Regions from separate parts of the Mus musculus genome. Here regions 1, 2, 3, 4 and 6 are each linked to region 5. A link is a contact called in public promoter capture Hi-C data. All regions are on one chromosome and are shown on one strand. Each heading gives the region's core, a stretch centred on a gene start, on an enhancer-like site or on the middle of the called end of the contact. The rest is flanking DNA. Distances are from core to core; before and after follow the strand shown. Region 1 holds the start of Hemk1 (HemK methyltransferase family member 1). Region 2 holds the start of Cspg5 (chondroitin sulfate proteoglycan 5). Region 3 holds the start of Rbm6 (RNA binding motif protein 6). Region 4 overlaps Map4 (microtubule-associated protein 4). Region 5 holds the start of Uqcrc1 (ubiquinol-cytochrome c reductase core protein 1). Region 6 overlaps Map4 (microtubule-associated protein 4).

The links. Promoter capture Hi-C pulls out the DNA fragments that hold promoters and counts their contacts.
Region 1: a contact with region 5 is called in a promoter capture Hi-C map of erythroid cells, with 14 times the contacts expected there. The contact joins the promoter of Hemk1 here to the promoter of Uqcrc1 in region 5. A contact is called at or near these places in 1 of 39 promoter capture datasets (erythroid cells) and 2 of 9 other capture datasets (adipose tissue and liver).
Region 2: a contact with region 5 is called in a promoter capture Hi-C map of embryonic stem cells, with 2.8 times the contacts expected there. The contact joins the promoter of Cspg5 here to the promoter of Uqcrc1 in region 5. A contact is called at or near these places in 2 of 39 promoter capture datasets (embryonic stem cells and hippocampal neurons), 1 of 115 datasets of contacts at active chromatin or transcription factors (astrocytes) and 1 of 9 other capture datasets (liver).
Region 3: a promoter capture Hi-C map of liver shows a contact between it and region 5, with 3 times the contacts expected there. The contact joins the promoter of Rbm6 here to the promoter of Uqcrc1 in region 5. A contact is called at or near these places in 2 of 39 promoter capture datasets (liver and pre-B cells) and 1 of 115 datasets of contacts at active chromatin or transcription factors (pancreatic cancer cells).
Region 4: a promoter capture Hi-C map of embryonic stem cells shows a contact between it and region 5, with 2.5 times the contacts expected there. The contact joins the enhancer-like site here to the promoter of Uqcrc1 in region 5. A contact is called at or near these places in 5 of 39 promoter capture datasets (the C10 cell line, embryonic stem cells, hippocampal neurons and 2 more) and 2 of 9 other capture datasets (adipose tissue and liver).
Region 6: a promoter capture Hi-C map of stem cell-derived epiblast-like cells shows a contact between it and region 5, with 3 times the contacts expected there. The contact joins the enhancer-like site here to the promoter of Uqcrc1 in region 5. A contact is called at or near these places in 3 of 39 promoter capture datasets (the C10 cell line, pre-B cells and stem cell-derived epiblast-like cells) and 1 of 9 other capture datasets (adipose tissue).

The regions. Positions count from the first base shown.
Region 1 is chr9:107,335,411-107,339,759 of GRCm38.p6, reverse strand. Hemk1 (HemK methyltransferase family member 1) reads left to right here and starts at 1,410. Exons shown (of 11, transcript NM_133984.2): 1 at 1,410-1,479; 2 at 2,382-2,759; 3 at 3,097-3,188; 4 at 3,488-3,581. The coding sequence starts at 2,529.
Region 2 is chr9:110,241,200-110,245,628 of GRCm38.p6, reverse strand. It overlaps Cspg5 (chondroitin sulfate proteoglycan 5), which reads right to left and starts at 1,846. Exons shown (of 5, transcript NM_013884.3): 1 at 1-1,846. The coding sequence starts at 31. It also overlaps the pseudogene Rn4.5s-ps2.
Region 3 is chr9:107,870,223-107,874,148 of GRCm38.p6, reverse strand. Rbm6 (RNA binding motif protein 6) reads left to right here and starts at 1,330. Exons shown (of 21, transcript NM_011251.3): 1 at 1,330-1,500.
Region 4 is chr9:110,006,898-110,010,925 of GRCm38.p6, reverse strand. The region is part of intron 3 of Map4 (microtubule-associated protein 4); the gene reads right to left. Among named protein-coding and RNA genes, the nearest start is that of Map4, 77 kb to the right of the region's middle. Within about 2 kb of position 2,620, at least 1 of the 459 cell types and tissues checked has an H3K27ac peak or open chromatin away from gene starts, as enhancers often do. A contact at or near this core is called in embryonic stem cells, where this site is marked.
Region 5 is chr9:108,933,806-108,938,220 of GRCm38.p6, reverse strand. Uqcrc1 (ubiquinol-cytochrome c reductase core protein 1) reads right to left here and starts at 1,573. Exons shown (of 13, transcript NM_025407.2): 1 at 1,434-1,573; 2 at 1,065-1,205. The coding sequence starts at 1,502.
Region 6 is chr9:109,949,573-109,953,956 of GRCm38.p6, reverse strand. The region is part of intron 1 of Map4 (microtubule-associated protein 4); the gene reads right to left. Among named protein-coding and RNA genes, the nearest start is that of Map4, 20 kb to the right of the region's middle. Within about 2 kb of position 1,331, at least 11 of the 459 cell types and tissues checked have an H3K27ac peak or open chromatin away from gene starts, as enhancers often do. A contact at or near this core is called in stem cell-derived epiblast-like cells, where this site is marked.

The DNA of each region.
Region 1 (4,349 bases), core at 161-2,660, 1.6 Mb after region 5:
TCATGTGTGAGGATGTTTTGTCTGCACACGTATCTGTACACTACATATGTGTCTGGTGTTCAAGGAAGCCAGAAGAGGGCATTGGATCCTCTGGTACTGGAGTTACAGACTGCTGTTAGCCTCCTTGTAGGTGCTCAAAATTGAACCTGGGTCCTTTGGAAAAGCAGCCAGTGCTCTTAACCACTGAGGCATTTCTCCAGACCCCCTTGTACTGGGACTTATAGGTGTGCACCAGTACACCCAACTCCCAGCCCCTCTCCCTTTTTACTCAAGTATTTTATTTTTTACTTTTTTGAAGCAGGATTTCATGTAGCCCAGTCTGGCCTTAAAAGATGAGTTTCTGGTTTCCCTGCCTCCACCTGCTGAAAACTAGGATTTATAAGTATTACCAAACCCCATTTGTGGGCATCAAACCCAGAGTTGTGTGACTGTTAGGTGAGCACATCAATTGAGCTACCCCGTGAACTATTTATTTTTGAATATTTTATGTTATTTCTTAAAATTATAAGTATGTATGTTTGGATGGGTATGTGTACATGGGTGCTTGGAATTGAAACCCAGTTCTCTGCAAGAGCAGTATGTGTTCCTAACCGCTGAGCCATCTCTTCAAGGTCCCGTCCCACCTTTTAAATTTTGAGACAGATTTTTACTAAATTACTCAGGATGGCTTTGAATGTATGGTCCTCCTGCGTCAGCTTCTCCAGAAGCTGTGATTACGTGCCTGCACAACCAGGTCTTGCTATGAATATTACAAAAGATACAACTAAAGCCTAGAAGGTCTGGGCATTTAAACAAAGTTAAACAACGAGCTGCCAACAGAATCAGGATGTAAATCCAGTTTTCCAGTATTCGCTGTTTTGCTATCTGCTCCAAATTCTATGTGCGTGTGAGGTCAGGAGGGTCCTTAGAAACTGGGTCCCTTTCCGAAAACAGAGACTGCCCCCAAACACTGAAACCCAGTCACACGCTGCTAGACCTATCTTACAAGCAGTTAGAACAACGCACCCACCTCCCGCCCCCCAAAATCTGGCTCTCAAGCCCAGCACACGTGGGTGACACCCTCGCGGTTTGTTTTTTGCCCACACTCCGCCCCAGCTGGATATGTAAACGTTTGCTTCAAGCAATCACCGCAGGCTGGAGCCATATCTCTGTTGAGACCTTAAGGAAGACTAGTGGGTCTGGGACCCAGCAGAGCATCTCTCACATTCCTGTACTTCCCCTTAGGGGGGCTGCAGATGCTGGCCAGTTGAGCCTCCTCAGCATCCCACAGTCTTCAAAGGAAAATCCGGCCACTTTAGGAACCCTAGACCAAGGAGACGCGGTTCACCGGAGCCCTTTCTCAACAGCACCGAGGCGGAAGCAAGGCGCCGAGGGAGTGCACTACAGGTTACGCACATCCGGGGTGGGGTGGGGGGGCGCTAACCCTGGGTCAATTTTCTGGTACTTGTGTGTGGGCCGGGCGAGCGTGCATGCCCTCTGGTAGGTATGCACCAGAGCAGGAGATCCGGATGGGAAATGCATGGCCGCAACGTTGATTTTGAGACAGGGATGGCCCTCTCCCTCGCTTTCAGGGGTGGAGAGAGGGCGCGCTTATATCGTTGATAATGTGTTTGCGGATCTGGGATGGACGCTGTGTCGAGGCTTGGAGATTTGGTTCCTTCCGTAGCTGGGTACTGGTGGACCCAGTTGCGTCAGGAATCTAGCAGAACCGGATTTGTGTTCTGCCCGGGGTATTTTATACCTGAGTTACCGTGGGCAAGTTGCTTTCCTCTTCTGGAGCCCTGTCTGAGAGGATGTGGCAGTTAGCAGGTTCTCGCAAATCTTAGTTTGGACCTTACTTAGTTTGGAAGTAGAGGGGACCACAGATTTTATGTTTTCAGATAACTTGTTTATGCTAACTTAAGCGTAACATTGTTCATTATGGGTTAAAATAGAGGCAACGTTTCAGCTTCTAAACAATAAGGAATGTCACAAGCCAAGCTCCCAAGCACGGCAGTCTCCTGCCATCTGTTAGTGAGTCCCAAGGGTCTTCCAGGCCCCTGATAGTCGTTGGTCAAGGCACCACTCTCCAGAAAGCTAGTGTTATTTATTTCTCCCACATTAGGAGCAAACTGGAAGTCAGAAACAACGGCTCAACTGCACTCACTCACACTGGGGTCTGACATAGGTCTAACCTACTCCCAAACCTACACCTTGACTCTTAACAGGACAGAGCCCTGCCAGTTCAACCTACCTATGCTAAAAATAACAAAACGTTACTGGCCAAGACAAGAAGGAGTCAGATAGCTGGCTGGGGATATGAATATAGTCCAGGAGGCGACAGACTAAAAAGCACACCCTTTCCTGGCACATTTTGAGTCTTTTTCCACATCCTTCTTTAGGGTAGCAGAAACATCTGAGAAACAAAACAGAGAACTGGAACCCATGACTGATTCTTCACCCAGCCCAGCCCAGGGATCACCCTGAGCCCCTACCTCAGTGCAGATAGCACAAGAGAGACTCAGGCACTTGGAAGCCTTTCTCCAAGAATGAAGCTCTGGGGACAAATACTTTGGACCCTTCTATCTGTTCCCCGAGGAAGGAGGGGAGTCCTCCAGGGCTGGGCCTTCAACTCATGGAAGACTTATTCATCCCTGACTGGGCCGTTGAGTGCCACAGGGATGGTTAATCACTGGACACGGGTCTTTGAGGAAAGAGGTATCCCAGAGGCCCGGGAATCCAGTGAGTACATCGTGGCTCATGTCCTCGGAGCCAAAACAGTTAAGTGTAATGTTAGGGAGGACAGGGAGAGGGAGGAGGGAACTCTCTGGGGAATAGATAGTGAAAGGGGGGTTGTTTTATTTGTTTTTATTTTGTTTGGTTTTAATTTTTGCCTCAATCGGGCTGCTTAATTGAGTCGGGTGGGATTTTGCTGAACAAATGTTTCAGGCAGACATGTATTCATTCATCCAACAAACTACTGCAGTGTGTTCCAGGTACTGTGTGTTCCGGGATGATTAAGTGGCTAGTGTTGAGTTGACAGACATTGTCCACACAAACCTGGGTGTGTGTCCCTAGACCAAGGGAGCCAGCCACTCACATTCTCCATGGGAACAGTTTCAGAGCCTGAAACCAGCACTTTGGACCAAGCCACTGACCCCTCAACAATTGGAATGCATCCAGGAGCTATGTGGCCGTAGATTACAGAGGTAAGCACCCATGGACCGATCCGAGGACTCTACAGAGATCCATCTTTCACCGGTTCCACCAAATTATGGCCAGGGAGGAGTAAAGTGTCTGAGGTCGAGAGGGATCTGTTGGGGTAAGGAGGTAGGAGGAGAGGGACTGGTGTTGTAAATTGAAAGAAGGGAAAGGCTAGTCTGTTTGTCCTAGGGTACTGCAGTCAGGACCCTGCTGAATAGCCTTAGCTACATTAGTCCTCAGTTGAGCTCTGGCCTTATTCATCCTGGTCCTGGTCCTGATGACTCCCTGGATACTCCTCCTGCAGGATGCCGGTGCAGTATATCCTTGGGGAGTGGGACTTTCAGGGGCTCAGTCTGAAGATGGTACCCCCAGTGTTCATCCCTCGGCCAGAGACAGAAGTGAGTATCTCACTAAGACAGGATGAAGATGAGAAAAAGGTTCAAGGCACCCGTCTTGCTCCAGACTTCCTCCAGGGGGCGCTCGGGCCCCATGGCTGCCATTCACAGCACCTTTCACACATAAGTCTTGCTGGCTAGGTTGACTGAGCCATGATTGAGGATCCTTCTTGCCCCCTCCCTTTGACTCTCTTTAAATTCCAAACCTCTGCCCCAGCCTCAGTGACCAGAAGTGACAGAGAATGGTTCAAGTAGTGCTCAACTTACTGTGTTCATTAGAAGCTATCCTATGGGCCCATGGCAGACTCAACCCATGGGAAATAAGTGGCCTTCAGCAACTTAGAGGGCATGGAGGAAATAGGAGGGGCTCTGCTGGAGGCCTGGCATGAGCAGTGTGGACTTACAGGTGATTGCTGTCTACTCTGGACTCAGATGATGGACTGTCAGGCCTTGCTGTCTGTGACTTGGTGGTCTGGTCAGGTGATTGCTTGTGTCAGTCCCTCAGATGACTAGAACTGGTGGTTGTGTGGCCCATGCGTGCTGCCCCTTGGGGACACACCCTGATCTTTGAGAGATGTTTTTCTGTTTTTCTTGGATTTCCCCTGACTTTGTTGATGGCAGAGCTGAAAGCTGGAAAGTAGACTCTGGGGTAAAGTGGGGTTGCATGAGGGGATGCTGAGAAAAATCAGAGGGCACTAGACTCTGAAAAAGATTGATTTCTGGAAAGATATCCTGGCTCATAAACATTCGTGGGAAAAGTCTGTCCCCTTC
Region 2 (4,429 bases), core at 597-3,096, 1.3 Mb before region 5:
AGTCCGGGCCCCCGCCTCCAGCTCGGCCCATTGCGCGGAGCCCCTGCCGCTGTGCGCGGTGCGCGCGGCTTGGCTGCGCCCTCGGCTTGCCCGGCCGCTGCGCCTGCCGCCCGTGTGCGGCCGCCTCAGCCCACGGTGGGCAGCATGAGCCGCCGCATGCCGCCGTCAGCCGCTGTCCTCCGAGCGCCGCGCCTCCCCGCCTCCCGCGCCGCCGCTGCCGCTTGCCGCTGCCGCGTTCGGCGCCGCCCCCACTCCGCCCGCCCCGCAGCACGTCGCGTTGACGCCGGCCCCTCTCGGTCTTCCTCGCCAGGGGACAGTCAGACCCCTCTGGCACGGGACGTGGAGAGCGATGCAAGCGCGGCGCGCAGGGGCGGCAGCAGAGCCACTGGGGGAAGCCGACAGGTGCACCGGCGGCAGCCCACGGGGCCCGCTTGCGCTTCCAGTGCTGAGCGCGCTGGGCCGCGGACCTGCGAGGAACCCACCCGCCACGCGCGCGCAGGGGAGGCGGGGACGTCGCGGGCTCCGACACCCGCAGGCTCGGGGCGGGGCTCGGAAGGGCCACAGGGGGCGGAAGCCCGCGCCCCCAGTGTGGAGAGAGCGGAGCCCGGGGCACGGACTGTCCGGTGCCAATCCAGAATTCGGTGTCCAGAAGGTTCTCCAGTCCGACTCTAAGTCTTCTTCCGGAGAGCAGGGAGAACATCGACAGAGCCTGGCAAGGAGGCGAATACTACGGCCTAGGCTCTAATTGGATCAGACCTAATCTGTCCACAGCCAAAGCCATTAGTTTAAATCTTGCACAGCCAGGTCCACCCAACGTGTTATCCGGTCCCCAGTATTTGGACTCCACCTTGCGTTTTCTAAATCCAGGGCGGCCTTCCGCAGGTGACCAGTACTACCCAAACCCAAGTTCCTGGTTAAACCAAGAGGTCTAGATCACTGCCAGGTGCACATGCAACGTGGAGAGAGAGGTCTCTGTTCCTAACCCAGGTTCACTGCTTACTGGGAGACCTGTTGGAAGGGAGGCAGAACTACAGCTTAGTCACCTGGCTTTCCCCGCCTCCAAATAGCCTACATATTGATGTTTTATTATCGACCTAAATGATCATGTTCAGCTCAGTCCAAGGGTTAGTCCAAGGGCGATGCTGGTGTTGATAGTCTTCTGTCAGTGACCAAATATGAACAAGATGGAGGACCATCATTTAATCTGTCTCATACCTGTCTTCTAGTGAGTTGCCTTGGTTCAACACTCCTTTTCTCTCACAAGTATGGTTGCAGCTTAGAGTCCCCTCAAGGCTGACAAAATTCCAGCAGCTAGGCTCTTATATCCTGGCTCGGAGGTGGCTATGTAGGGTCTGTATGACATCTAGAGAGTGGCAACCAGACATACGTGTCCTAGTTTGGAGTTCCAGTCAAGAGGGGGCTTGCTTACCCAGATATAATACCTATTTCTCTCTTCAATTCCTGGGTGGTAGTTGTCAAAAGTGGATGTTGGTGGAAGTTCCTACCACACAGGAGATCCTATGTAAGTCCTTTCATGCTAGGGCATGGTCACAATAAAGTCTTTTCCTACTTATGGTAAAACACTTAAGAGTTAGGGAGAGCACTTGCCTAAAATGAGTGAGACTTCAGGTTCAATTCCTAGTACTGCAAAATAATTGTATTTGCTGGTTATGGTAGCTTATGTCTGTAATCCCTGTCTAGAACCAACTAACCAACCAAATCCTTCTATCTACCCTATTTCCCACCCGTAACTATCCTTTTAAATTCTGTTTTGATCAGTAGAACAAACAAGCGAATGTGAAATATTTCCTTCCTCAACTATCTTCTCCCCTCCCTGCAGAGAAATTCTGCTACCACTTTTTTCAATTTTGTTTAAGTTGTCTGAAACTGAACCCAGGGCCTTGTGCATGCAAGTAAAGTGATGTCAGTGAGCTATATATCCAGCACCAATTTGGTACTAAGCAAGCAAGCAAGCAAGCAAGCAAGCAAGCAAACCAACCAACCTCTGGCCTTCTGCTCCTCCCTAACACTGAGAACAGAGTAATTGGGCAATGCCCATTCTGTGGTGAGAAGAACAAGATTTAGCATCAAATCTGTGTGTCCCCCGAGTTAGTCACTGGCGACTCCAGCATGAAAGGATCTGGCAAGCAGTGTCAAATGTATGGTGTGTGCGTGCATGAAGTGATATGAGAACTAGAACAAGGAAACCACCACTGCCTATCTATAGCTTCCACGTGTCCTCTATTCACATCATGCGCCATCTGGGCGCTACACATGCTTTGTATGGCAATGGCTTCTTCATGCCTCTTTCCTACTGTTTTGGTAATTTGTCTCCAAAGCCAAGCAGAGCCATAAAGACCATTGCCATGACTGCCGTACACACCCTTAAGTGCAGAAAAGACACCTGCTTCACTGATGCTACCACCACTGCTCCCATACCATGACCACACATAATTTGGTCTGGATGGAGAACATCAATTTGACTTTAAATCCTCAGTATAAACACCAACATATTCAAATTTTGGCTTTCCTTTTTAAAAGCTGTATTCATCTGAATATGGAGGCTTCTTATATCACCCTTTAAATTCATGTACACGGGTGTTTTGCTTGCAAGTATCTGCACAACACCCATATCTGGTATCCAAAGAGTCAGAAGAGTCAAGCGCTAGAACTGTTGTTACAAACAGTTCTAAGTCGCTGTTTGTGCACTACAGACCCTCATTTCCTTTCTTGCATTTCAAAAGGAGCAGGATGCAGAGTAGGACAATAGAAGCCTTGTCTCCTTACCCAGCCCAGCATCCACTTTTACCTGGGCATTTAATGCTTCAGCCCCTTGAGACCTTCCCTCATAACCCAGGTTGGCAACAATCTTTACAGACCTGAAGCCAACCTTAAATTCCTAACCCTCCTGTCTCTACCTCCCATGTTCCAGGAGTACAGGTATGCCGCTATGCTGCTATGTCTAGCTGTTACTAATGACCACCACAGAATGATCAAGCTTCTGATCTTAGGCATGGAGACAAGCGATTGCTTTTGTGGGGGGTGGGGTGCAGAATGGGCTACTAGGAATAGGTCTACTCACACCATTCCTGGTAGGAAGGGACGGGCTAAAGGGCTTTTGTGTTGACAAAACTTCCTCACAAAGACTGAGTGTTCTCATTTCAGAAAAGGGTTATCACAAACCTTGGGGTGGTTATTTTGCCAGGCAATGGTTTGTTATTATGATGCAAAGGGATTTTGAATTTATTAACTAACTCTAAAGCCAGGCCAGTTAGGAGAAAACACTCAACTAATGCAGATGACACCTGCTGCCTGGGAAGAGGACTAAGGACTTCTCAGGGACCCTGCAGGTGTTGCAGAATAAGATGACCCTTAGCTGGGTGGCACATGGTCAGTAGATGCAGGAAGATCAGAAGCTGAAGGTTGTCCTGGGATACATGAAGGCAGGGATGCTACAATCCAGATGGCTATCAGAAGTCTGTCAGTGTCAAGGCCAAGCCAGACTCACGACCTCTCAGCCCCACACTTGCTCCGTGTGACCGTAGGAGAGCCAACCACAGGTGGCTAGGAAAGGAGAAAGATCTAGCTCCCTTACTGTCAGGTGCCTACGGTGCTGTCACTACTTTGCTAAGGTTTTCACGAACTACCTTTAGGGCAGGTGGTCTCTGTCAGCACAGCTGCTCTCCATGAAGCTACAAGAGCATTCAAAAGCTTGCCAGGGGTGGGGGGCGCGGACAAGTAGTTAAGGATTACCCCCAGATTTCTTTCTTTTAATGTGTAGCCCAGGCTGGCCTCGAACTCGTGATCCTCCTGCCTCTGCCTCCCTTCAGCAAATCCTACCAGCGTGTGCCACCACAACCGACTACCTCCAATTTCTGCATAGCAGAAAAACAAACACAGGAACCCCCTGGTTTTCTCAGGAGTCAGAACAGAGTCGGCTGGTCCCAGAAGGTACAAGGGTATTAATTGTAACAGGTTCACTAAATTTCCCGTCTCATTAGCCATCCCTACATCCCTGGGACAGGGATTATCTGCGTAGCTCTGGCTGTCCTCAAACTCCGAGATCTGCCTGCCAGTGCTGGGATTAAAGTGTTACCACAGCCAGGCCACTATCAGCGTCTTCAGCCCTTTGAAAATGCAAAAGCTATGAAAGAAGTCAACCATGCCAACCACGCCTGGCTCCCGCTATCCATTCTTTCTTCTGCTTTTTCCCAGATGGCATTTCTCTCTGTGTAGCCTTGGCTGTTCTGGAGATTCGCCTGATTCCATTCCTGCTGAGATTAAAGGTACGAGGCACTACTACCAGGCTCATCAACCATTCTTTATAGCAACCTGGTATAAGGTCTCTGTCACAAGCTCAGGACTAAAGTCCTTCCCCCACCTCACTATGTAGCCCTAGGTGGGGTCACAAGAGATCCACTCGCCTCTG
Region 3 (3,926 bases), core at 81-2,580, 1.1 Mb after region 5:
ACATCTTTACCTGAAAGCTGCTAGCAGAATACTGACTTCCAGGCAGCTAGGATAAGAATCTTATTGCCTACACCCACAGTGACACACCTACTCCAACAGGGTCACAACTTCTAATAGTGCCACTCCCTGAGCTGAGCATATGCAAACCATCACACAGGGGTTCCTTTTTGTAGCCCAGACTGTACTAGAACTCACTCTGTAGAACAGGCTTGCCTTGAACTCAAAGGTACATCTGTTTCTGCCTCTGGAGTGGAGGGATTAAAGTATTGCACCATCACTTCCTGTCTCCATGCCCAGCTTTTTCCAGTGGGCATTTATGGCAGCAGCATTTATTGATATTTTATTTGTCACATATGTACAGTCCCCTCAGAGGCTAGAAAAGAGCATTGGATCTCTTTGAACTGAAGGAACAGAGGATTGTGAACCGCCACGTAGTTTTTGGGAATTGAACCTCTGGAGAGCAACCAGTGTTTTTAACTGATGAACTGTTTCTCCAAGTGTCTTTCTTTGACCTTGAAGAATCGAATTAGGCTACAATATCATATATCGCCAGGGCATACACACAAGGCACCAGGTGGCTGGGATAAGCAAACCCCTCACAATATAGACAATCTACCTGAGAACTTGGGAGTCAGGTAGATCATTAGCTGGAAGATTCTGGAAGAGGTTGCGTATCAACAGTTACTTTGCTTTCTTTCCGTTAGAATTACGATGTGCAGTTTTTGTGGCGAGTCACGCGTGTCTACATTTATTGCCTAGAGCTAGCGGGACCTGTAGAAACAAGTTTTATTATTTTTTTTTAATGGGTTGAGCTACTGAACCTTTTTACACGGATGATTTCCGCCTGGAGTGTTTGACCAGAAGTCTGTCGGAAGGTAAAAAAGGACGAGTCTTTGGGTCCTAATACTTCAACTCAAGCAGTACTTTTGCATTTATTCTCTGGACTTAGGTAGAAGGGGTCTTATTTATGTAGCCGAAAAGCCAGCAGCCCTTTGCCGTAACGGAATAAGACCGGAAAGATCTCCTCCCATTTTCTGCACCCGAACTGACAATCTCTCTCTTTCCCAAGGGGCAAGGCAGGACCGTCCCCCAGCACCTGGCAGGGTGTGTCACTAGGCTGTCTAAGCCACCCGGACCCCTTGCACACTTGCGAGGAAAACACCAGAGAAGCAGTGACAGCACTGAAGCCAAACCATAACTCCCGGCAGGCCCTGCGGAGAAGCGTGCCTTCTAATTGGGCAGTGGCTAACAGCGTGCCTTTCCATTGGGCAGCAGCTCCACCAGCCGTCAAAGCCGCTGCGCGCAGGGCACGGCGGGAGAGGAGGCCGCGGGATTTGCGGCCGTACTTCATCTCCCGGCGGGCCCAGCGCTGAAGGCGGTGGCGCGACGCCTTTGTGGAAGCCGGAGCCCACCGGGAGGAAGTTCCGGTCTCCGGGACGCTGGGTCCGTGGCGGCCTCTGAGGAGGAGGAGAAGCGGGCCGCGGCGGCTACGCTGCTTTGGTAAGGGCCCAGGCTAGGAGAGAGGGCGTGCCCGAGCTTCTGGGACGGGGTCAGCGGGCCTGGCGGCTCTGGAAATCGCGGGCCCGCGCGGCCTAGCAGCCGTGGCTTCGAAGACACGGGGCGGCCGCGGCCTCGCTCGCTTGCGAAAACAGTCGTGTGTCGCGGGAGGCGCCGCTCGCGGCAGGAACGCCCCGGAACGGTCGCGGGCCCGGGGCGGGGCCCGAGGCGGCTGTAGAATTACCGGTCCCAGCGCGGAGCGGCCAGCTGTGGGGCGAGGGACCCGCGCGTGGCAGCGGTTCTGGCGCTCAGCTCTGTGGTGCTGCAGGAGAGATTTCTTTCTCTTTCCCCTTGTGTTTGTGATCTTGTCCTGAGAGACATCACTAGATACGGAACTCTTGTGCCCTGCAAGTAACCTTGGCCGCCCACCCAGACACCCAACCAGGAAGGTGCGAGAGTTCAGAACCTGGCCCACGGGCCCGTAGAACCGGGAGGTGGGCGAGGGTGACTGGTGGGTTCTGTACCGGTTGGGCGAATGTAGGAGGAGAGTGATGTTCCCACATATTCGTGCTTTAGATTCCTTTTGGCGTTGTTAATAATGTGCTTTTCTTTTAACTTTATAATTGACGTTGAGCTAATGAATTCAAGTGTGGGGTTGCGTTTCTTAATTAAAAACAAAAGGCCTTATTTGTAGAGCACATATACTTGAGGTAGTTTGTATATTTTCTCCTCCCCCTCACCCCCACCCTAGGCATTCTTATTAATTTCAGACTAATTGGATATAAGTTAAGGAGTAGGTTTTTTTTTTTTTCTTTTTTATCCGCTTGATCACCCAGGTCATTTTCTGAACTCTGGATTGTGCCTTAGGATTGTTAGTTTTCAACTTCCTGTTGACTAAATATGTCACAGTTAACATTACTAAGCTTGTGAGAATCAAAGGGGAAAGTGTCAACAGCTAATGACAATGTGGAAAGTAACTTAGCACTAAAATACTAACTTGAGGAAACATAGTGGTTGAATCTACTGCCAGGCTTAGTGGAGTTTAATCCTGAAGTTTAGGAGGATGAGGCAGGAGGATGTCAGGTTTGAAGCGCCCTAAGCTGCATTGAGACCCTAAAAACTTTGAGTCTGAATTTTATTTAGCTCCTTAACTAGTAGTACACTTATATAAATGCTTATCTGCTTATAAAATCTATAGGATTATCTATAGTGTATGTGGTCTATAAGGCAGGTTAGGTAGGACTCAGTTCTCAACCAGCAGAACACCCTTGCTGCTCATTGAATCCAGGGCGCAAGTTATCTACCACTAGGACCAGCCTTCTTTACAGAATTTTCTTATCAGGCTTGAGTTTATTCTTACCTGCAGGTTTTTGTGGCTCTTCACAAGAATTTCTGGTGTGAGAATTATTATTGTCGTCTCCACCTTCCACCCCCCTCACCCCCCACAACATAGGGTCTTTCATAGCCAGGCTGGATTTGAATTAAACTTGCCTTAAAAAAAACTCCTAATCTTTCCACTTGAACTTTCTAGGCACTACAATTGGCAGCTGTTATTCCTAGCTAGGGGAAGGTTATTAAATATATATACTCTAGGCTAAAATCCTTTGCTACTATACTATATACTCCGCTCAAAATGTACTCTTGAAACAGAAATTTGCCACCATGCATAGATGTATAAAATGATGTTAATGACTTGGTTCAGAATCAGAGTTAAGTAGATAATAAAACTATTGAAAAGGGTTTTTTTGTTGTTGTTTTTTGTTTTTGTTTGTTTGTTTGTTTTTTTCGAGACAGGGTTTCTTTGTGCAGCCCTGGCTGTCCTGGAAGTCACTCTGTAGGCTGGCCTCGAACTCAGAGATCCACTTGCCTCTGCCTCTCAAGTGCTGGGATTAAAGGTGTGCGTCACCACACCCGGCTTGAAAAGTTTTAATTTATTTATTTGAGATAGGGTTTTACTATTCATCCCTGGCTGGCCTGGAACTGGCTATGAGGACTGGGCTGGTCACAACTTAGAGAGATCTGTCTGCCTATGCCTCTAGAGTATTGACATTAAAAGCACATGCCTACAAGCCTGGTGTGAGTCTGTTTTATAACAATTCATCATGGTGTGCAACTCGGTATAGTAGAGTTGATAACTGTAGAGTTTCAGAAATCAGATGTTGAATCCATGTACTCTTCACTAACACAGACAATGGACAAATTAACTTATTCAAGCTTCAGTTATTCATCAGAAATAAGGTTAATGAATACAGCCATCTCATGTAGGATTGTTGTTTTGGTGAGTTAGATTTATTTATTTATTGTGGTACTGGACTTTTTCCTCCATGGGTCACCATTCCAAGCTTGTGGGATTAAAAAAAGAACCCATAGCTTTGCGAATTTTTGATAATCGATCTCCCACTGAGCTATGTTCCCAGCTTAGATTTTTT
Region 4 (4,028 bases), core at 1,371-3,870, 1.1 Mb before region 5:
TTTTTGTTTTTTTTTTGGTTTTTCGAGACAGGGTTTCTCTGTACAACCCTGGCTGTCCTGGAGCTCACTTTGTAGACCAGGCTGGCCTCGAACTCATAAATCCGCCTGCCTCTGCCTCCCAAGTTCTGGGATTAAAGGCGTTCGCCACCACGCCTGGCTTGGGAGCAGGCATTTTTTTGTTTGCATGTGTGTGTATGTGTGTGTGTGTGTGTGTGTGTGTGTGTGTGTGTTAAGGGAGGGATAATGAGTTTAGTTTAGGACATCTCCAGCTAGATGTGTGAGTTCTACACAATTTCAATTTCTAATTTTCCCGGGAGTTATATTTGTCCTTACGAAAATGTTCCATAGTAATCTAGCATTTAAATAGTATTTACATATTTATGTATTTCTCTCTACAACTTTTTTATTTTGTAAAACTAAAATTCTGTATCCAAACACTAACTCCCCAGCTCCTGGGAACTGCCATTTTATTTTCCATTTTTACGGACTCGACACTTCTAGGTATCTGATATGTTATCTAATAGGATTTGTTTTCTGTGATTGGCCTATTTTCTTTGAAGTGTTAAGGATTTGAACATATGATCTTGAGCATTCCAGGTAAGCATCTCTAGTCTACATTCCTCAGCACTTAGTTGGGCCCATTTCCATTAGTATTCAGTTCATCCTTCATAATGTTGTAGCCATATCAAAAATCATGAACTACATTTTATTTATTCACTTCTGTGTTGATGGGACACCTCAGTTGCTTCCATCTTGCTTGGGTAATGTAAACAGCACATCAATAAATATGGGTGAACGAAAGTCTGTTTTCGAGACAGGGTTTCTCTGTGTAGCCCTGGCTGTCCTGGAACTCACTTAGTAGACCAGGCTGGCCTCGAACTCAGAAATCCACCTGCCTCTGCCTCCCGAGTGCTGGGATTAAAGGCGTGCACCACCACACAGCTCAGATAGTCTTTCTTGTTATTTCATTCTTGAGGTAAGGTCTCACTATGTAGCCCAGGCTAACCTTAAATTCAGTAGATTCCTACCTGTTTTAATTACAAGCTCAATAAATCCTTTTTTAAGGCAGGGTCCTATATATGCTTGACTAAACTCAGTATGTAGCCAAGCCAAAGATGATCTTGAAACTTCTGATCTTTCTGTGCTACATCCCAGTCCCCAAAATAACAACCACTTGCATTTCCCCACCACAATTATTTCTTAAGGGCTTGTTTATTGATGTGGTCTGTTTTGTTTTTTATGATGGTGATGATGATGATGATGATGATGATGATGATGATGATGATGATGGTGGTGGTGGTGGTGGTGGTGGTGGTGGTGGTGATGGTGGTGATGGTGATGGTGATGGTGGCGCACACCTTTAATCCCAGCACTTGGGAGGCAGAGGCAGGTGGATTTCTGAGTTCGAGGCCAGCCTGGTCTACAGAGTGAGTTCCAGGTTAGCCAGGGCTACACAGAGAAACCCTGTCTTGGGGAAAAAAAGAAAAGGAAACTGTAGCCCAGACCAGACCAACTTCAAACTTCCCATGACCTATTTCTACATCCTATGTGCTGGGAGCAACAGGCACAAATTCACTTTTAACTAGTTCTTATATATGATATAAAAGTATACCAATTTTGTAAGATTTATTATTATTTATGTATATTGACATTTTGTCTGCATATATGTGAGGAGGCTGAAAAAAAGACATCAGATCCCCCTGGAAGTTAAAGATGGTTGTAAGCCGGCAAGTATGCCCTGAGTTTGGAACCTGGAAACTCTGGAAGAACAGTCTTAACTGCTGAGCCATTTCTCCAGTCCCAAAACAATTCTTTATATATGAATATCCAGTCTTCACAACACCATTTGTTGGAAAAAGCTATAATTTCCATAACTAATTATCTAGTCTCCTTGTCCAAAACCATCTCACCATATGTAACAAAGATATCTTGCCTTTCTGTCCTAGTCTATTTCAGGACCACATTGATTGGGTTTTGTTTAAATCAGGGCCTTAGGTAGCCTAGACTAACATTAACCCATGGTCCTCTTGCTTCTACCCAAGTACTAGGATTACAGAAATGTAGTATTACCATGCCTGGCCCCAGAGGATCACTTAAGTTAGCATATATAGGAAGTTTGAAACTTTCAACTTGTTCTTTTTCAAGATTGTTTTTGCTACTGGGGGTTACTTCTTGGGTTTATGTGAAATTTCATGGTCAGTTTTTCTGTCCTTGCCAAAAAGATGGCTGTTTTGAGGAAAATGATTTTCTAAGATGGCACATTAATCTTCTAACATTTCACTGCCATTTTGAAGCTCCTTTCAAAACTTCAGAGCCATGCTTATCATTTCTGTGCATCCTTCTGATCCAGGCTCTAGCACCATTTTTGTAACTGGTTTTGTGTGTAATGATTGGGTGTGATTGTATGAAAGCCAGGACAACCTCAAATGACATCATCAAGAATGACCCCAGGAGTGACAGACAGCACATGTCTTTTAAGAAGCAGAAGTGGTGGATCTCTCTGAGTTCAAGGACAGCGTGGGCTACATAGTGGGTTCCAGGATAGTCCAGAGTTGCATAGCATTACCCTGTCTCCAAAACAAAAAGCCCTCTACCTCCTTTGAAACAATGGCCTGGAGCACATCAATTAGGCCGATTGACCAGTGAGTTCCAGAGATATGCCTCCTCAGTGTTTTGGGTGTGGAGACTCTAACCAGCCAAAGTGCAGAAAGAAAGACATGTTAGGAGTTGCCTACCAGCTACAGGGTTGCAGGTTTCCAGAGTCACAATGCAGTGGGCTTTCCAGTGGTGCTTTTGAGTTATCCCTGCTTCTTGTAAATAACCCCTAATCTGCAGGGAATTCCAATAAAATGCTCAATCATTACCTTGGTCTATTGTAAGCTTTGTTTATTGGGTGAGGGCATGTGTGTGTTTCCTCTACCCAGGAAAAGTCGGTTATAAAATTCCTCCACACCCAGATTTTCATATGGGGCCTAAACTCAGGTTTTTAAACTTGTGAGACATGCATGTTATTACTTCCTGACCTATATTCCTAGCCTATGAGGCCTTTCAAAGGGCCCTGAGAACCCTAGAATTTGGTACTCCCCCCCTTAGTACTTCTCCCTCTGGGGAGCTCTTTTTCACTTTAATAAATCTACATTGTCCTAAAAACAAAACCAAGCAAAGCAAAACAAAACAAATGAACAAAAAAGCCCTAGAAATTTAATTAGTACTAGAAATTCAGAAAGTAATTTTCTATGTAGAATGTCTTGAGAAGAAAATTTATTTGTATAAAAAAAATTAAGAAACAACAGGGCGGGCTAGATGGCTCAGTGGTTAACAACACTGACTGCTCTTCCAGAGGTCCTGCGTTCAGTTCCCAGCAACCACATGGTGCCTCTCAACCTTTTGTAATGGGACCGGACGTCCTCTCCTGGTGTACTCAGATACATAAAACAAAGAAAGAAATCTTTTAAATAAAGAAAGAAGGGGAAGGGAAGGGAAGGGAAGGGAAGGGAAGGGAAGGGAAGGGAAGGATGAGCCTGATGGTGGTGCATTCCTTTAATCCCAGCACTCAGGAGATAGAAGCAGGTGGATCTATATCAAGTTCAAGCTAGCTGGGTCTACAGAGTGAATTCTAGTATATTCAGGGCTATACATGGAAACCCTGTTTCAAAAAACCGAAATAAATAAATAGATAAGGAAGGAAGACCACAACCACAACTTTATAAAGCATTGATTGGTATTCTCCATATAGTTGGCTTATATGTGGGGGAAAAAGAAAAAAAAAACAAAAACAAAGAACTGAACCTCTAAGATTTATGGAGGAGAAAGAAAAATAAGGATGGCTTACCATGTAACTATTTAGGATTATAACATACCATTATATATTTGAATTTCATTTATGACATGTCAGTTCATGGATTGGTTGTAGAACCTGTTCATATTAAATACTCATTTATATGTTAATCCTTTCTGTTTATCTGATGAGACAAGCAACAGCAAAAAAGCACGCAACATGACTTCAATGTTAGAACCTTCAAGCATTG
Region 5 (4,415 bases), core at 324-2,823:
AGAGGCAGATGGATCTCCGAGTTCGAGGCCTGCCTGCTCTACAGAGTGAGCTCCAGGACAGCCAGGACGACACAGAGAAACCCTATCTTAAAAAAGAAAAAAAAAAAAAAAAAAAAGGAGAAAAAAAATTTTTATTTTTACGTATGTGTACGTGGGATGGTGAGACTGTGTAGGGTTAGGAACCGCTCTTCCACAGGACCCAGGTTCAATTCCCAGCACCCTCACGGTGGCTCACAACCACCTGTAACTCCAGTTCTGTTTTTTTTTTTTTAGATTTGTTTATTTATTTATTTATTTATTATATGTAAGTACACTGTAGCTGTCTTCAGACGCACCAGAAGAGGGCATCAGATCTCATTACGGGTGGTTGTGAGCCACCATGTGGTTGCTGGGATTTGAACTCCGGACCTTCGGAAGAGCAGTCGGGTGCTCTTACCCACTGAGCCATCTCACCAGCCCTCTGGGGGTTCTAATATCCTTTTCCAACCTCCAAGGGCATTATGTACAGACATGGTGCACATACACACATGTAAGCCACTCGTGTAGGTAAAAGTAAGACCGGCTTAGACACACTAGTCTCCACCCCTCAGAGTATTGGTGTTAGACCTAAATCACAACACTGAGGACTCCAAATTCAGATACCCATGTTTGAGTACCAAGCTCTTTACCCACTGGGCCATCTTCCCCGTCCTTCAGAGGCATTTCTTGAAGTGTATTCCTGGCTACGTCTACAAATTACATAGCCTAGGTGGTGAGTCTAACAGACCTGGATGTCTTTCTGTAAATAACCTAAAGTCTGTGAAATCTCATTCTTTTTCGTGGCAAGAGAATAATCTCTTCTCTCGGGGAGGTAGAACGAAAAGCTGGAGGAGAGAATTCGGCCCCGTCTTTGGCAAGCACCATAATGTTGGCTGCCGGGTTAAGGCAGGGTTGAAGTCAGGTACAGGGATAAGCCCCGGCAGTAAGCCAGTCTCCACCCAAAACATGTAAGACTGGAGCCCAAGGTCACATCCCAACCTGGGACAACACGGCGGGCCTCACCTAGAGGACTGGCGCACACTTACCGTGCAGGTAGCATGCGAGGACTGCTCCGAGGCCACACGCAGCCCGTTGTCCAAGATGCTGACCTGGGTCTCCGGCACGCTCTGGAGGGCCTGGGCGAAGGTTGCGGTACCCCGCAAGGCAGGTAACCTCAGCAGGGCCGGCTAAAGGGAGAAGGCGACCATTGCAAGAACTGCTCGCCAAGCCTCTGGGACCTCGGCTCTCAAACCCAAGCCAGAGCAGATAACCATCCCCGCCCTCCGCCATGACCTTCCCACGGCCCTGACCCCCGCGACCTCCCCACTCCGACCCGCCACTGCTGAGACAGCCTGCTCCTCATCTGTGTACGAAAGCCCTGGGCCCTGCAGCCCAACGTCTCACTGCCACCTCACCGAGCGGCGGGTGCGAAGTAGCACTTGCGTCCCGGAGCAGGCCGCTCGGCAGACTGCGGACGCCGCCATCTTCTAACTTCCGTCAGTGTAGAGCCGCGCTGCGCATGCGCAGAGCGGAGTCTGAGGCGCAAGCGCTGTAAGGAAGACTTGGTGCTCAGTCGCCCCCTGTTGGGCAGCAAGTACGTTAGCAAGAATTGATCGCATGTAGTCATTTGGTCCGTGTGCCTCTAGGATCTTCGGGACATTTATCAACCTGCGAGGGAGGGGCCCTTCATCTGGTCCCATCTGAGACAGGTTCTATTCATCACCTTCTTCCACCTGAGGGAGGCGGTATGCAACTGTGGGAGATGCATTGTACGCCAGCAGCAGCTCTGAAACCTGGAGGGCAGTGGCTAGGCACAATTGAGCCCAAGGGCTAAAGCACTTGCCTGTCTGTGCAAGAAGGTGTCCACTAAAGTTAGTTTAAAAGAATAAAATATGCTTAAATGGTTGACTTGAAAGACGTTTAATAATATATTGCCAAATATATAGCACTTGGGAAATGGAGACACAGAAGAATCAGGAGTTCAAGGACATCCTCCTCTCTTGTGTAAGGAGTTCAAAACTACCCTGGGTTGTGTAAGACAGTGTCTCCAAAACGTAAGAAAAAAAACGTGTGTATGAAAAGAGGAACAATGTAGAGGTAATTTGTGGAATAGGGCTCCTTGTTTGGAATAAAATAACTAAGCAAAAAAGTTTTTTCTATTTTGTGATTATTTCAAAACTTTTTGTTTACTTTTTTTCTTAATTTTTTATTATTTAAATGCATTTTATACATCAAACATATTAATAATGTTGAGTACTTTGAGAATCAAATAATCCATAAATTTTTTTCAACTTTTATATTCATATCCTTTCATACCCTAAAATATCATTAATGAATATTTAATACTATCCATAACTGAGGATCCTATATCTAATGTTGAATACTAAATTGTTTCAAAACATGCAAAATATTCTTTGGGAGTTAAGCATAGTAAAAGAGCATAAAATATTAAAAATTAATCATTAAGAAATATATTCATGAGTTCGAGGCCAGCCTGGTCTACAAAGTGAGTTCCAGGACAGCCAGGGCTACACAGAGAAACCCTGTTTCAACAAAACAAAACAATAAAAAATGAGTTACAGGGACAAAGTTTGGAGTAGAGACTAAAGGAATGACCATCCAGAGACTGCCCCACCTGGGGATCCATCCCATAAACAACCACCAAACCCAGACACGATTGCGGATGCCAACAAGAGCTTGCTGGCAGGAGCCTGATAACGCTGTCTCCTGAAAGGCTCTCCCAGTGCTTGACAAATACAGAAGTGGATGCTCACAGCCATCTATTGGATGCGAAGCACAGGGTCCCCAATGAAGGAGCTGGAGAAAGGACCCAAGGAGCTGAAGGGGTTTGCAGCCCCATAGGAGAAACAATTATATGAACTAGCCAGTACTCCCCAGAGCTTCCTGGGACTAAATCACCAATCAAAGAAACCACATGGTGGGACTCATGGCTCTAGCTGCATATATAGCAGAGAATGGCCTAGTCGGACATCAATGGGAGGAGAGGCCCTTGGTCCTGTGACGGTTCTATGCCCCAGTATAGGGGAATGCCAGGGCCAGGAAGCAGGAGTGGGTGGGTTGAGAAGCAGGGGGAGCGGGGAGTGGATAGGGGGTTTTCAGACGGGAAACTAGGAAAGGGTATAATATTTGAAGTGTAAATAAAGAAAATATCTAATAAAAATAAAAACATATATATGTGTGTGTGTGTGTGTATGTGTGTTCAAAAGCCCTTATATGATACCACCTGACATAGTGAGAGAGTATTTAAAATGCATTATATATCTGTGTACATTGTCTAACAACCAGTTTACTTAAAAAAAATTATCAGTGTTTGTAGGAGAGAAATTATTTTACCATTAAGTATATTTTAAAATTTTCAAAATGGCAAAAACTCTTTGAAGTTAAACATTAAGAAAATGCTAATTTCAAGCACAGTGAGAAAAATTATCAATAATAAAAAAAAAACTATCTGAAATCAGATAAAAGATCCTTTGTGTGTATTGATTAACATTTTGTGGACCAAAAGTACGATTTAGAGAGGAAAATAAAGTGAAATAAAATCTTCTTTGCTGCTGGATAAGGTAGTAAGCGCCTTTAATCCCAGTGCTCAGGAGGCAGAGGTAACTAAGCCTTGTGCAGCATTCCAGGCTAGCCTGGTCTGCACAGTGAGCCAGGGATCTATAGTGAAGGCCTGTCGCAGGCACACAAAGGAAAAAACAAAAAACAAACCTAACTTACCTGCTTCCTTTTCTTGGAGAGACTGGGTCATGTGTAGCCCAAGCTGGCCTCAAATTCACTTTGAAGCCTTGGATAACCTGAACTTCTGATCCTTCTACCTCCCCCTCCCAGGTAATAGGATCATAGGTAAGGACCACCAGCTGCTTTCTGTGGTGCTGAGCAGTAAAACCAGGTTCTCACAAACACTAGGCAAATGCTACCAACTTAGTCACACTGTTAGCTCTCTTTCAGCTTTCTGAAAACATGATTTTTAGTTTAAGATTATTTTTATCTATTACTTGTGTGTGCGCACATGATATATGCATGTGTGGGGGATGTCCCCACATGTGTTCAAAGTTCAAAGAACAACACTGGGGTCTCTGTTCTCTCCTTCCACCTTTGCATAGATTCCAGGCGTCAAATTCGGGTCACCTGGTTTGTACAGAAAGCGCCTTTGCTACGGAGCCATTTTTAGAGCAGCTTTATTCTTAAGGAACTGTGAGCAGATGGTATAGACGTTCCTCATGCTCTTCGAGAGCATTAGCAAGCCGCTCCCTTTACCGACATCGTACCTTCGTACAGCTCACCTATTACTATTAGCAGGCCATTATTAGTTAGTTATTAACTAAAGTCCATAGTTTGCACGGATTTCCTTGAGTTGTTGTTGTTGTTGTTGTTTT
Region 6 (4,384 bases), core at 82-2,581, 1.0 Mb before region 5:
GTAACATCTATCATGTTATCTTTTGTACTTTCATTGTCAGAGTATCTTACAGAGTTCTTTCAACTGGGTCGTGTTGCCACACTCCTTTATTCCTAGCACTCTAGAGGCAGAGGGCAGGCACTGTGAGTTCCAGGCCAGCCTAGTCTACACTAGTTCCAGGACAGCCAGGCCTATTTTGTCTCAAAACAGAAAGAAGAGAAAAGAAAAAAGAAAAAGCAAAAGCAAAAGCAAAAGAAAAAGCGAAAGCGAAAGCGAAAGCGAAAGCGAAAGCGAAAGCGAAAGAGAAAGAGAAAGAGAAAGAGAAAGAGAAAGAGAAAGAGAAAAAGGAAAGAGAAAGAAGGAAGGAAGGAAAGAGGAGTTCTAAAGTGAGAATTTTGGGTTCTTTAAAAACACAGAAATATAATTATAAGAATGTGCTTTTATTTTAATCCCAGGTATGGGCATACAGGGCTACTCCAGACTGTTAGCAGCAGCTGACTATGATCTGCCTTGAGCTCTAACAGAGTGCTTTTGCCAACTGCAGATTGTGAGCATTTGGAATTCTGGGAACTTTACAGAGGACCTCTGAAAAGCATCATCAGTGGTTGTTTGTCTTTGGGGAAAGGCAGGAGTTAAAGTTTGGTAGTAGCTGTGGTCAAAGAAGAAAACAAAAGGGAAGAAATTAGATTCCAGGATTTTCCTAATTCCTCTCTCACCCCTCTATCCTATCTAGTGTTGGGGGAGAGGGGAGGGTTAGATAAAAGGTGGAAAAAAGAGAGACCCACAATGTAACAAAGAGCAGGAACACATTTCTTTCAGGAAAAAAAAATTCCTGAGACATCTTTTCAACAAGCTACTTCTTCACCTACAGAGATAAGCTTACCCTCACTAAATTCTTTTGGCTCTCTAGTTTTTAAATCAATTGTTTTCTTTTGTTTGTGTTATGTATGTGTGTGTGCCTGTTACTCCACTTATTTGAATCTTACTTCCAAAGTTGTTATGGCTCTTTGCTGTACTTTTATCTTTGTAATTCCTTCTTTCAAATTACCCATTTTTGTAATGTTATTTCCTCCCTTCCAGTGTTAAACCCATATCTGTATTCTTTGCTGCTGCTGCTGCTGCTGACTTGAGCAACAGATGCACAACTTGACTCTGACAGGTGAGATATCTCCAGGATACAGTGCTCAGTAAATAACATCACCACTATCTGTAAAGTGCTTAGGGGTTTTTTTGTTTGTTTCTTTTGGTTTAGTTTGGTTTTTCCAGACAGGGTTTCTCTGTGTAGCTCTAGCTGTCCTAGACTCACTCTGTAGACCAGGCTGAGAGAGATCAAGAGATCCATCTGCCTGCAAGTGCTGGGATTAAAGGCAGGGGCCACCAGTCCCCCTACTGTGTTTAGCTTCTTTATCCACCCCTATCTGTCTTGGTTCGCATGCCCTTCCTTCACCTGAACTCTGCACCAGCACCCTCAATTCTTTTTTGAGACAGGGTCTCATCATGCAGTCCAGCCTAGCCTCAAGCTCACTGTGAGGATGACCTTGAATTGCTGATCCCCCTGCCTTCACCTCCCATAACCTAAAATTACAGCTGAACACCACTGAATTGGGTGTACAAGTCTCTTAACAGAACTGAATCTCTCAATCAGCCCTCTAATTTCATAATCCATTTTCTAGTCACCAGAATCACTGTCCTAAAAATGTGATCCCCTTTCTCCCAAACAGTCCTGCTTAAAGCCAAGGAGGGTATCACAGACATGGCAGAATCCTTTTTCAGGCTTAGAGAGGGTCCAACCTATTTAACTTATAAGGTTTCAGAAGGCAATGATCTCTATTTTGCGAGAGGAACATTTCCCAGGGATCCAACACTCTCACACAAACATACATTCAGGCAATGCACATAAAATAAAAATAATAATTATTTTTAAAACTATGAATAAATTTTATATATCTAAACATACAAAAATAAATCCTTATCCAATAAAATATTGATTAAAAATGAACAAACTAACCCTGTAACCCAGCTTATTCTAAAATTCCTTAACCACATCACTTCCAGTTAGACCAATGAGGATTTTAGGATTAAAACCTATATCCTTCAACCAGTCTCAAGGACATGATACCAGAGCATTGTCTGTTGTATTTTCTAGTCAAAATGTTAACCACAAGTCACAAAAAAAGGATAAATTACATTTGGAATATAATAAGTACTTCTAAATACTCGTTTGTCTTATGTGAAACCCTAGTATATACTGATTACATTATACTTAATGAAAGAGATCTCATTCAAGCACATTCTCAAATTACTCCTAATGGGATATATTTTAAGAAGGAACTGGGAAACTAAGAAGAAAGTATGAATAGCAAGCAGAGTAAAGGTCCTAATTGGGTTTGTGGTTTTTTGAGGTAGGATCCCACTCTGTGTCCCTGGCTGGCCTGATACTTACTCTGTAGCCCAGTTTGGCCTCAAACTCACAGAGATCCATCTGCTTCTGCCTCTGAGACCAAAGCTGTACACAACATCCAGCTATAAGTCCTATTTGTGATTTTTGGCTTCACTAGACTAGTCAGCCAACTGTGGAGTCATCCTTTTTCAGAAGCAACAAGTGAATGAACGGGGATTAAAAATATCACATCAAGCCGGGCAGTGGTGGCACATGCCTTTAATCCCAGCACTTGGGAGGCAGAGGCAGGTGGATTTCTGAGTTCCAAGGCCAGCCTGGTCTACAGAGTGAGTTCCAGGACGACAGCCAGGGCTACACAGAGAAACCCTGTCTGGAAAAACCAAAAAAAAAAAAAAAAAGATCACATCAGTAATAGTAAGCCTTCTAGCAAATATGAAATTACTATAGGTCACAACCCTTCAGAAGATGGAGAAAGCTAGTGATTTAATGCTAATTTCAGCTCAGGAATCCAAGTGACTATGAGGATGGAGTGGTGTTGCCAGTTGTTTGAAAGTGAACACTAGGAGGTTGGGATACATGACAGTCTCAAAAAAAATTTTTTTTATGCTATCTCGTCAATTTAACACAAAGAAGAACTAAAGGGAAAATAATTTCTTGTGGACAGGTGAGATAGCTCATCAAGTAAAGGTGCTTGCTTGCCATCAAGCCTGACAACTTGAGTTTGCTCCCTGGAACCTTCATGGTGAAGGAGAAATGACTACAGTAAGTTGTCTTTTTACTACACTACACACCCATGCATGCCAAACAAAATAAAATGTAATACACTGTTTTAAATTTTATAACCTTAAACATGTAAGAAGCTTGTGAATGTGAGTTCAATTCCCAGGCCCTGTATGGTGGAAAGAGATTCTTTACTTCTCTGACCTCTGTCCTCCATTCATTTGTCTACTGTATAGGTGGATGTGTGTTTATGTACAAGTCATATGTAGTTATGCCTGGTACATGAAGCTAGATAGATAATACTAAAAACCCCAAATATAAAATATGTATTTCCTAATAAACCTGAACTTCTGAAAATACAGAAAAACTACTATGGAAAAGATTTAAATAATTCTGGCTTGTGTCTTTGCAAATTCTAGCAAAAAATTAATGATAGGGTTCTCTGAAACAAACTATTAGTATCTCCTATTTCCTCCAAGAATGAAGAAAGCCATTATTATCTCTTTTGAAGAGTATAATGACCCCTTTTCAAATATTATAAAAAAATCTGAGCCAATTTTTTTGTCAAAAAAGCATTTGAGCCAGGCAGGGGTGGTGCACGCCTTTAATCCCAGTACTTGGGAGGCAGAGACAGGCAGATTTCTGAATTTGAGGCCAGCCTGATCTACAGAGTGAGTTCCAGGACAGCCAGGGCTACACAGAGAAACCCTGTCTCGAAAAAACAAAAAAGCATTTGAGCCAGGCTTTACAGAAGCACATTCTTACAATCACAGCTCTTAGAAGATACAGGTAGCAGGAGCAGGAATTCAACTCTTATATAGTTCTTATATAGCTTCAAGGCTCTTCTGGGCTATGTGGTGGGATAGAGGCTCATACTTTCAGCTCTACCACAAGTTTGAAGCCGGCTTAGACCACAATGTGAGGCCATATCTTAAAACAGAAAAGCATTTGAAAAGTGTATGTATGGGCTGGAGAGATGGTTCAGAGACGTTAAGAGCACTGGCTGCTCTGCCAGAGAGGTCGAGCTCTAATCCCAGCAACCATATGGTGGCTCATGACCATCTGTAGTGGGATGTGATGTACTCTTCTGGTGTGTCTGAAGACAGCTGCAATGTGCTCATATAAATAAGAAATACATAAATCCTTTTTTAAAAGTATATGTATATAGACCTTTTGGCTGCATGTATGTCTTTGTACCATGTGCATTCAGCACCACTGGAGGAATTGAACCCCCTGGAACTATATAGTTACTGATAGTTGTAAGCCACCATGTAGGAATTGAAC